2 separate regions of the Mus musculus genome follow, and region 1 is linked to region 2. The links are chromatin contacts, called in public Hi-C maps. All regions are on one chromosome and are shown on one strand. The core of a region is the stretch at or near the end of the contact, and the rest is flanking DNA. Distances in the headings are between cores, read along the strand shown.

What was found. A called contact is a pair of places that touch in the nucleus more often than the background predicts.
Region 1: a Hi-C map of regulatory T cells shows a contact between it and region 2, with 2.1 times the contacts expected there. The contact joins two enhancer-like sites. A contact is called at or near these places in 3 of 39 promoter capture datasets (the C10 cell line, the HPC-7 cell line and embryonic stem cells), 4 of 484 Hi-C or Micro-C datasets (CD4 T cells, embryonic stem cells and regulatory T cells), 4 of 115 datasets of contacts at active chromatin or transcription factors (double positive thymocytes, embryonic stem cells and regulatory T cells) and 4 of 9 other capture datasets (adipose tissue, embryonic stem cells, liver and 1 more).

What each region holds. Positions count from the first base shown.
Region 1 is chr15:80,673,125-80,678,273 of GRCm38.p6, reverse strand. All of the region lies in intron 1 of Fam83f (family with sequence similarity 83, member F), which reads right to left. Among named protein-coding and RNA genes, the nearest start is that of Fam83f, 3.9 kb to the right of the region's middle. Within about 2 kb of position 2,868, at least 22 of the 459 cell types and tissues checked have an H3K27ac peak or open chromatin away from gene starts, as enhancers often do. A contact at or near this core is called in regulatory T cells, where this site is marked.
Region 2 is chr15:80,542,469-80,548,053 of GRCm38.p6, reverse strand. All of the region lies in intron 1 of Enthd1 (ENTH domain containing 1), which reads left to right. Among named protein-coding and RNA genes, the nearest start is that of Enthd1, 15 kb to the left of the region's middle. Within about 2 kb of position 3,798, at least 39 of the 459 cell types and tissues checked have an H3K27ac peak or open chromatin away from gene starts, as enhancers often do. A contact at or near this core is called in regulatory T cells, where this site is marked.

The sequences.
Region 1 (5,149 bases), core at 1,619-4,118, 130 kb before region 2:
CTGGTAAGCTTAGCTCCCACAGACATTCCCTCCTTTTTTAAAGTATCTAGAAACCTAGACACTGTCCCATCTATTTTATTGGTTAGCAGACTCAACTGGGAAGAGATCTGTCCAAAGGAGCCCAGCTCCTAAGAGGATGGCTGGATCAAGACAGAAGATAAGATCCTTCAACTTCAAAGCCTGGCTTCTGTCACTGTCATGGAAGTCGGGGCTCCATTACTCAAAGATCCCAGCTCCCCAAAACAATGACTGAGCACAAAGACAGACTTAAAATTCCGCAGCCAACATGCCTAGAGATTTCAGAGGAAGCCCAGACAAGCTGGGGCAAGAACCAGAGGCCCGTGGAGCTAGAACTGGAAATGTAGAAGGGCCACTACCCATGAGCCCTCATGAAACAAGGACCCCAGAACTGCCCACGTGTGTCTGAGACAATGCTCATGTAGAATAGTCACTTGTGGGAAGGCAGAAGAGTTGAGAGAGGGAGCAGTATGTGTGAACCGCAGACCCCTGGGCTGCTCGGAGAGGCTGCCTTTGGCTCTGTGCATTTAAATTAGCTTCTAAGAGCAGCTCAGGCTGGGGCATGGTGGCACATGCCTATACTTAGGAGGCCGACGTGGAAGGATCACTGCAGGTTTGGGCCAGCTTGCACTATGTAGTAGTACAACCTGGGCTACATAGAGAGACTGGGTTGTTTTGAAAAGTGGGGGAGAGGGGCAGCTCAGCTAATCAATTGCCCTGCTGAGGTAGAAAGGGAGAAGGATAAGACAGGGAGCTAGGCACAGGACCAGCGGTGAGGGCAGTGTAAGTGAGCATAGTATCCAACTCTCCAATGTTATCATGGACGTCTCTTCTTCCTTTTTCAGTTTCCACACATATGTGGCATGCATGTTATTTGCACACATGTGTGGGTGCACATGCATGTGGATGCTGGGGATCATCCTTGACAACTCTTCCACTTTTAGTCTTTGAGGCAAGGTCTCTCAATTGAACTCAGAGCACATCAAACGCTAGCCTTGCTAGCCAGCTTGTTCTGGGATCGCCTGTCTCTACCTTCTTTGATTGAAATGTATATGTAAGCCACTACAGTCACCCACTTTTACATGGGCTCTGGTGGTTTGAACTCTGGTCCTCATGCTTGCCCAGTAACTACTTTGACCATAGACATCTCCCTGCCTATCCCCTGCTCCCCTAGGGAGTGACATCGTCTACTTCTCTGTAAGTCAATCGCTAGCACCGAACCTAGTGCAGACAAGACACTCAACTTGGTACCATTTGTTGAGTATGGCTGGAGACTGATGGCCATGGGAGAAGATAAGCCTGTCACCTGAAAAACCAGGTCTCTTGGTGACATGGCCAAGACTTTGCATATTCCTTGGGCACGGCATCCCAGCTGTTCACCCTTGCTTCCTGACACCTGTCTGGCCAAAGCTGCTTTATCTACCATACCATGTGCTTTGGAGCCTGGAGCCTCTCTCCAATTCTCCTCAGCCTTAGTCCACTCCATTCTTTTGTACCTCAGGGTTCCTCCATGACATGAGAATAATGCCTGTCTTACGATAAGAAGGAAATCAACAGTTCACGGAGTAGTGGGAAGCTGGTGTAGTTAGAATGTGAGATCCGGGAATATTGGAGTCAGGAGTCAAATGGATTCCACTGGTCATAAGGACAAGCCCAGGCTTGGTGCCACCTCACCCTTCTTCTGGCTAGATGAGATGTTCGGACAGCTTCAAAGAGCCTTTGCTAACCTGGCTTAGGGGTGGGACTGGTGTCTCTCCCGCCACACCTTCTCTAAAGCATTTGTCATACTGAATTAGAAGGATGGATTAGCAGGCTATTACTACTTAAGAGCAGGGGCAAGTCTCGTCCACCTCTTTTCCACTAATGCACTGTAACACTCAGGAGACCTCCATGATCGAAGGCATGCAAGGCCTCGTAGCAGCCAGCCCAGTGGACTGAGGTGGTCTGCGCCTCTGACTCTGGCTTCCCAGTTTTCCAAGGGGTCTTGCTGCAGGATAGATACTCCCTGGATGTCTGAGCTGCCCATACAGCAGAAGCTTGCTTGCCCTGGTCTTCCTTGTTAGCATGGCACAGGCCAGGGTTTCTAAAAGGCTTAGAGTTTTCGTAGACAAAGGACATCATTAATGATGCCAGAATAAGCAGATCTCTCGAGGCAGAAAAGCAACAGAAACCACCCCACAAGCAAACACAGCTGGATCTTTGAATGCTGAGTAGCAGCACAGCTTGGGAAAGCTTTTCTGCCATTTTCAGAAGTCCAGAGAATGGCTAGTTAAAGCTGAACTCCCTCGGAGGCTTTTCTTCCATGGATAGGGACCACCACCATACTGACCCACACCCTCACTGGGGTCATACCTGGGTCTTCCTCCCCAAACCAAAATTGTGTTTTGTTGTTCTGTTTTTGTTTGTTTGTTTTTGGAGACAGGGTTTCTCTGTGTAGCCCTGGCTGTACTGGAACTCACTCTTAGACCAGGCTGGCCTCGAACTCAGAGATCCTTCTGTCTCTGCCTCGAGAGTGCTGGAAATAAAGGCAAAATTGTTTTCAAAGTGCCCCCTTAGGCTCCTTTTTCCGTTTCCCTTTCTCTTTACTGGAGTGGAAGAATCCCTTGTGTGGTCAAGTCACGGCAACTCCCTCTTTCTTACCTGTCTTTTGGGAACAAAAATAATAGCATTTTATAAGATTATTCTGAGGATTAAATGAAATAAAACCCAGAATCCCTCGACTGCCTTCCCTCCAAGGTCGTGAGATCTCAGCACACCACCTATCATCTCTCAGCCCTGAGGCTGCCAGACACTCCTAGGAAACATGGGAAACTCCCTCCTTCAGGGCGAACAGGGAAGGCAATCTGATTTGATTGCCAAGGAAATGGGCTTGCCAGTAGGATGAGCAAGGGGCAGGGCCAGGCAGTGGTCAGGACATGCTGCTGCATTTGGAGTGCAGGGTAGAGATCTGGGTCTTCCAATAACTACACAGGTGACCTTTAAGCAAACTTCCTTCCCGCTCTGTGCCTCAGTTTCCTCACTTGTACATACCCCTACCACACCCCACAAAGTCCTCGGCTCCCTCCAATCAAACTATTTTGCATTTTGAAGCAAGAGCAACTTCCCACTTCCTGCTCAGCAGTCTCTAAGGGAGAGACTGACAGCGCAGTTTCCTCTCAGTCCTCCCTCCAAACCTGCAACCCACCTGCCACAGGCGGCCAGCCTCCCAGGTACAGCCTCAAAACTCCCTTTCGTTTCTAGCAGAAGCTTCACTTGAAGGGCAAAGTCCACAGCTTGGATCTTTATGGCTAGTGCCCGGCATACAGTAGACTCTCTGGAAACATGTTATCAGGTCAATCTGCACATACAGTATGGGTTCACTGGCAACATAGTCTGTTAAATATTTATTTAAAGAGTTAAGAAAGCCCTACCATACAGGTCATGGAAGGCACTGTGGAGCAGGGCCTGGTGTCTGCCTTCTAACCGGGGTAACAGGATGGATACCACAGCTTGTGGACTGTACTATATCCATTCAAACTCCATGCAGAATCCCACCGTACCGTGACAAAGGGCAGCAGGTTAGGGTAGTGCAGTGGTTCAGAGCTAGGGCTTCAGTGTTTGGATTCTGCCTCTGCTGTTTACTAAGTTAGGCAAATAACTTAACTGTCCTAGTAACTTAACTGCCCTGCGTTGGGGATGCAGAGATGGCTCAGCGGTTAAGAGCACTGACTGCTCTCCCCAGAGGTCCTGAGCTCAATTCCCAGCAACCACGTGGTGGCTCACAACCATCTGTAATGGGATCCGATGCCCTCTTCTTCTGGTGTGTCTGAAGACAGCAACAGTGTACTCACATACATTAAAAACAAACTGTCCTGCATTTTGTTGTTTGTTTGGTTTTTTTCTCCAAATATAAGGAAAACTTCTGTCTTGCCCAGAGTATGAGACAGGGCTTGGGCAGTGAAGGTTTGCTGCTAAACTTGACAGCCTAGCTGCTATTTGTGCTCTGAGCCTCAGTTTCCTTACTATAAAAGAGAGCGACGTACACAGGCTCAGCTCCCAACAAACAAACTGCTTTGTATTTTGAAAGAAAAGAACTCTCTCATTTCCCACTCAGTACTCCACTGAGACTGCCCATCCCAGTTTTTTTTTTTTTTTTTTTAATCTGCCATTCCAAACCTACAACTCACTTCCCACTGGGAGAAAAGAGAGATGGATTCCTGCAAGTTATCCTCTGACCTACCAACACACACACACACACACACACACACACACACACACAATTTCAGTCAACTTCTGAAAGCAAATGACCAAAAACACAGTGGGTGACATGTCACAAGCTAAGTAAATTAGTTTGGTGAATGTTACGGAATGTTTCACCATCAGTCCTGACCCTTGACTCCAGCTACAATCCACTGCCACCCACTTCCTTATCCTGTGTGTGTGTGTGTGTGTGTGTGTGTGTGTGTGTTCAGTCTTGCCTTTTTTTTCTTTTTCAGCAGAGTGTAGCACACAAAGAAAGCTTAGTCACACAAGGAACAATTATCTAGAGGGAAGGTGGAAGGAAGGACAGTGAAAAGCTAACTTCTCTGGCAAGCATCTCGTCCACAGCCAGGCCACGCCTCCCAGAAAGAAGAGACCTTCACTGTCCTTCCTAGCATCTCTTTTGTTTGGCCTCCAGGATAAAGATGGCTGTAATTACACTCACAAAGTTAGGTAACAACAGTGGACCCAAGCCTCTAGTTGCACATTCTGATCTGGGCATCAAAGGTTGTTGGCGTTGCTTAATAAATCCCAGTGGCCTGGGGGTGGGGGATGCTTGCCCTCAACCCTGACTACCTGCATTCAACTTTAAGAACCCACATACATGGTAGCAGGAGAGAACAGACTCCCCAAAGATGTCCTTTGACATCCATATGTGCCAGGACACCCCAAACACAATACATGCATGGGATAAAAGTATGTCTATCACCTCTCAGTCTTTAGAAGGTAAAATAATATCTGTCCCATTAAATCTGAATTTAGGTAAATGAAAAGTCACTTTTAGCATCAATGCAGCCGCCGTGCAGCTTATTTGGAATAAAAAGATACAAAAAGACCTATTTGAAGTTTGAATTTAATGCAATAGCCCACATTTTATCTGGAAACTACCCAA
Region 2 (5,585 bases), core at 2,549-5,048:
TATGGGGGACTGTTGGAAAAAGGTTTCTCTACAGTGGTGTCATGGTAAGAAGGCAGCGAGAATGTACTCATCTTGAGGCTAGGTCTCTGTGTTAGTGAGCCTGTACTTCTGGGATGAACTCCATCCGTGCTTTCCACTTACCGCACCTGCTAACTCTTCAGTGGCGGGACCACTAGAGTAGATTGGAGTTGGGTATTTCCCTTCTCCCAGGTTGGTGAGGCTTGGCAAGATCAGTGCTAGTTAATACATTTCTCTGAGGGTAGGGCTTAAGAAACATAGAGTGCTCTGGTCTATTTAAAAAAAAAAAAACAGTTCTAATCCTATCTCTCCTCCAACAGAAAGAGCTGGGGTTTTCTGTGCCTGATTTATAACTGAACATCACCACAAGGGCACAGATGTAGGAAAAGCCTAGGGCCTGTAGGGTTTGGACTATCCATAGCTTGAGATGCCTACTGGAACCTTAGAACATATCCCTGTGGGTAGGGGGTTCTGCTGGGAATATCATCTCTCACAGAGACAAGAAGCTAAAGCTCAGAGGGATGTAAGGCTGTACAACCACTAAACTGAACACAGTTAGAACCCATGCATCCCAACTCCACTTAATCAGATTCTGTTCCTATACCAAAGAGCCTCTCATAACCAAGCCTGTAAAATACCTTTACAAGGTTTCAGTGAACTTCTAGAATGTGCTTAATTGAAATTGTTTAGTAAATGCTCAAAGAAATGTGAAACTTTGTCATACTATCAAATCATACACTTAGACAAATATGTTTTTGTTTTTTTAAGACAGGGTTTCTCATGGTAACCAGCCCTGGCTGTCCTGGACTTGCTTTGTAGACCAGGTTGGCCTTGAACTCACAGAGATCCACCTGACTCTGCCTCCTAAGTGTTGGGATTAAAGATGTGCACCAGGACGCTCAGTGATATTCTTCTAAAACTAGATTTTTGAAAATATGTTCATTATAGGTTGTTAAGTGCCTTTTTATTCTGAACTAAGTGAGTTGTGAAATTGCAGTTGCTTTTATTTACATAGGCCATTTTTGCATATATCCACATATTTAAATTAAAGTCATATTTCAAAAATGGACACATTTTAAAAGAACAAAATTTCAGTGTTATTAGAAAGCTATGTAAAGCCATTTTCCTGGAAGTAGCAGACTTTGGTACATTGCTATGTTGGCTTCCTAGGGCCATCCTCAGTCTCTCTCTTAGGAACAAGGCATCTCACATCCGTACTCATGGCTGGTTTGTGTCTAGGGTGCTTCTGCTTCTCTGTCCTGTCTCCAACAGTGATGCGCCGTACCAATAACCCACCAAACTTTAAACAAACCAAGCCTTTTATTTAAGCCCTCGATCACAACTGTACATTAAAGTGCAGAAGCAAATATTCTAGAAATATAATGTTTTATTTATATTTATAATAATATTTATACTTAGGCTATAAATGACTAAAATCTCTTGGGGTGGTTTGGATTCAGATTCTCAAAGAAGGAAAGAAAACACCAGGTATTTGATTTCTTTCTTTCTTTTTCTTTTTCTTTTCTTTTCTTTCTTTCTTTTTTTTTTTTTTTTTTTTTTGGTTTTTTGAAACAGGGTTTCTCTTTGTAGCCCTGGCTGTCCTGGAACTCACTCTGTAGATCAGGCTGGCCTCGAACTCAGAAATCTGCCTGCCTCTGCCTCCCGAGTTCTGGGATTAAAGACATGTACTACTTACCATACCTGGAAAGATGGCTAGGCTGTTAAAGGCTAGGCTCACTAGCAAAAATGCAAGAAAAACACCTTTTAAACACATGAGTATTTACTTTAGATGTGATTAGCCAAGTCAAGGCTACAAAATCAAACAACTGCAAACAAATCAAACAACTGTATTGCTCCTGTGCAGAGAAGTCTAGACCTGGGGTTGAAGGAGACAGACAGTTCTCAGCCAGTATGATACAGCGGCTAAGCACTGTGCAGGGAAAGCTCTCTAGCTTCAGAGTGGATCAGACTTAATGTCTTCTTTTTTCCCCCTACTCTTGTTAGACAGCACTAGTCAAAACATTAATCTGATGTGTGGTTGCAGACTAATAAATGCAGTTTTAGATATGCATTGGTGGTGGGCTAGTTAATGCAGGCTCCCAGAGTCTTTTTGTTTGTTTGTTTGTTTTTTGTTTTTATGAAAGGATGTTTTCCAAAACATCACAGGTTTTGGGTCGTCATGAGCCTGTGGCTTTAGCTTATATCACTGTGCATTTAAGCACAGTTCGTTTACTTAACACAGTGACATGTTTCAGCCGTTTGTTCCCTTTCAACAAATAGAGTTGGACTGATAATTGTGAGCACAAGAAGCAAGGCTTGAATTCGTTTAAACTTGAAAGTGACCTTCCCTCACCTGCTAAGTCTTTCTGCTGTACTGTATTTATCGTGCCCAGCAAAGGCAGAGAAAGCAAACAGAAGAGAGAGAGGGAGAGAGGCAGGCGAGGGCTGGCAGTGCTGTGTCAACATAGTTACTCTGGATTCTCATCAGATAAATAGCAATGGATCATAGGCCAAGGTCAGTCAAAGAATTGAGACGTGTACCATCTTTACTGAGCCTGTCTCTGCTCCAACTCACTAACACTCTGACTTTGGGCAAGTTTCTTCATCACCTTAAGCCTTGCTATTCTCTTTCATAAAGTAGACTTCATAATGAGCTCGGAGAGTGCCCGTTGGCATTAGAGATGTATTTGAGGGTCAGGCACATAACAAGCCATCAGTCTAATACTATTAGGGCCCGATTTTTTGTTATCTGCATTTCTTGGGACATGTGCTCTCACTGAAACAGAGAGCTCAGAGCGAGTGCTCAGTAGGAAGGCCTTGCCTATGGTCCTGGGTAAGAGATGCAGTTCTCCTCAGCCAGCCCCATGTCCATCACAGTCCTTAGTACACTGGCATTAAGACCTCGATTTACATGCCAATTCCTCCCTCCGCCTTTCTCTCTCTTGGTGTGTGTGTATGTGTGTGTGTCCGTCCTAGTAAAAGTGTCAAATAGTGTTTTGAAGAGAGTGCTTGCTGTGCAAGTGTGGGGACCTGAATTCAATCCCTAGTACCCACATAAAAAAAAGTCAGGCCTCGTGGCACATGCTATAATCCTAACACTGAAGAGACAGGACAACTGGCTAGTCAGCCTAGCCTAGTCAGTGAGCTCCAAGGTCAGTGAGAGACCTCATCTAAAGCAACCAGGTATCAAGTACAGGGATGATAGTCGTGAGCTATATACTTGGACCAAAGAGCACACTGTAAAGCGAAGGAGGAACAGGCATTCAAAGCTAGCCTCAGCTACATAGCAAGTTTCCAGTCTGTCTGAGCTCTGTGAAACCCTGTCTCAAAACAGTAAAACCAGAAAACCCAAGAACTCTGGGAAGGCTGACGTTAAAACTTAAAGGGTTTAAAGCTAAGAGAGAACCAAGACGCTGCACAGCCTCCAGGGCCTTGGTTTTATATTCCCCACGTCTGTCCGAAGGCTCAGGCATACTCCTGACACTCTGTTCTCCCATGTGCTCTGGAAGGCTGGAGGCCAGGGATGCTGAGAGGCAGGGAGACTGGCTTAGCAGCAGAGTGCTGCATGACGACCTTGAGCCAAGGTACTAAAGACACTTGGAAGGGAATTTCTACATTTTATCAGGTGCTGATTCCTTCCTGGTGTGCTGGGTACACGAGGGAGGACACCTAGGGCCCACAAGGACACATGCTTGGTGATTTGATCAGGGAGGAGCTGTCTGGAAGCCGCAGCCCCAACTGAATGCCTTTATGAGTCCAGCTCCTCCCCTTCCTTGACTACTTCCTTCTCTAAAACACATCTCACCTAACTCCTCCCTAGAACCTCCTTGAAGAGAAGCTAGCAGACCACACTTGACTCTTCTGTTAATTCTCAGCCCCAACCAAGGCAGTGAAGGTGGACAGGCCACTTGTGGGTCTTCAGCTCTACTTGGTCATGTTTCCACCAGGGAAATGAAGGGTCTCAGCCAGTTCAGGCCTTGGCCTGTATTCTCTCTCCTAGTTTCTTCTTTTTCTCGAGATAACCATTCATATTCATTCTCTCTCTCTCTCTCTCTCTCTCTCTCTCTCTCTCTCTCTCTCTCACACACACACACACACACACACACACACACACACACATCCACACAAACACAAACACACCAGGATTTCTCTATGTAGCCCTGGCTGCCTGGCTGTCTTGAAACTCTCTCTATAAACTAGGCTGGTCTTGAACCCAAAGATCCTCCTGTCTCTCCCTTCCAAGTGTTGGGATTAAAGGCATACACCACACTGCCTGGTCTCATCTCTTTTTTTTTTAACCCCCCTTCTCACCCCCTTCTCCAGCTCACTCTGGCCCCGCTCGCTCCAACCCTGATCGCTTTTTTTTTATAATGCAATTCTAATAGAATTGTAATCTATCACCTATCATTCTCTATTCTCACTTATAGAAGAGGCAGCTGCCCTAGCACTTTCTTAGCAAGAAGACAGATGCTCTGATGGGACTCCCATTACTTTGCCCAGAAGCAGGGTTGGTGATAATTCTGAGCTGGCTTGAGCTGCCCTATTTTTCTTAGTGTTGTCTGATTTACAATGCTGCCATTATCCTGTTGCAGAACTTTCTGGATCCGTTGTCCAGAGACATTGTTCCAGCCCCCTATTGGTGGGAAGCACATCTCAACCCTACAGAGAGATAGTAATACAAGACATAATTGATTCTTCAGTATCCATGCGCTAGATCCCAGAAGACCAGCTATGAAAATGTTAGTGTGCCATTAGAACTGGGCATTTCTCACAACCGAAGCATAGAGGTTGATGAGTCAGGGAGGCAGAAGGATCCCAGCTCTGACCCCACAGCCACAGCCAAGGCCTCAAGTCCAGGAGCCACTGGACTGTTAGCTTCTAAGATAATCTCTTTATTCGAAATATGGGGGCTTCACTGGGTAGACTAACCAGCGCCTACTCTGTAAAGAGGAGGAACAACACAGGAATAACTGTGTCCATGCTTCCAAGCAAAGCCACAGCCAAGCAAGGCCCTGACCAGAGGAGCCAGAAGCCCTTCTCAAGCCAAGTGACTGGAGGACCAGATTCTCAACTGGCCTTGACAAACAAAACAAAACAAAACAAAACAAAAACAAACCAACAACCAAAAAAGTTAATTTTGCTCATCTACATGGACTTAAGTACCCAACAGGAAAGTATAGGAAAAAACTATAGTGATTGCTATGTTGTTTTTAATAGTTCAAGGGAATTTCACTCTACAGACATAGGCTTAACCATAAAAGATGCTATTTAGACAACTAATTCTCACTAGTAATTTTCTTTTTTAAAAAATATTTATTTGTATGTGTATGAGTGTTTTGCCTGCATGCATGTTTGTGCACTATGTGTGTGCAGTGTCTACAGAGGCCAAGAGAGGACATCAGATCCTCTGGAACTGCAGTTATAGCTGATTGAGAGCTGTCATGTGGGTGCTAAGACCTGTTTTTCTGGAAGAGTGAAATGCACTTAATTGCTGAGCCATCTTTCCAGCCCCATACGTAATTCAGAGCTTTCTCTCCTTGCTTCTTTCTTTGCTGTTTCCTTCCTTC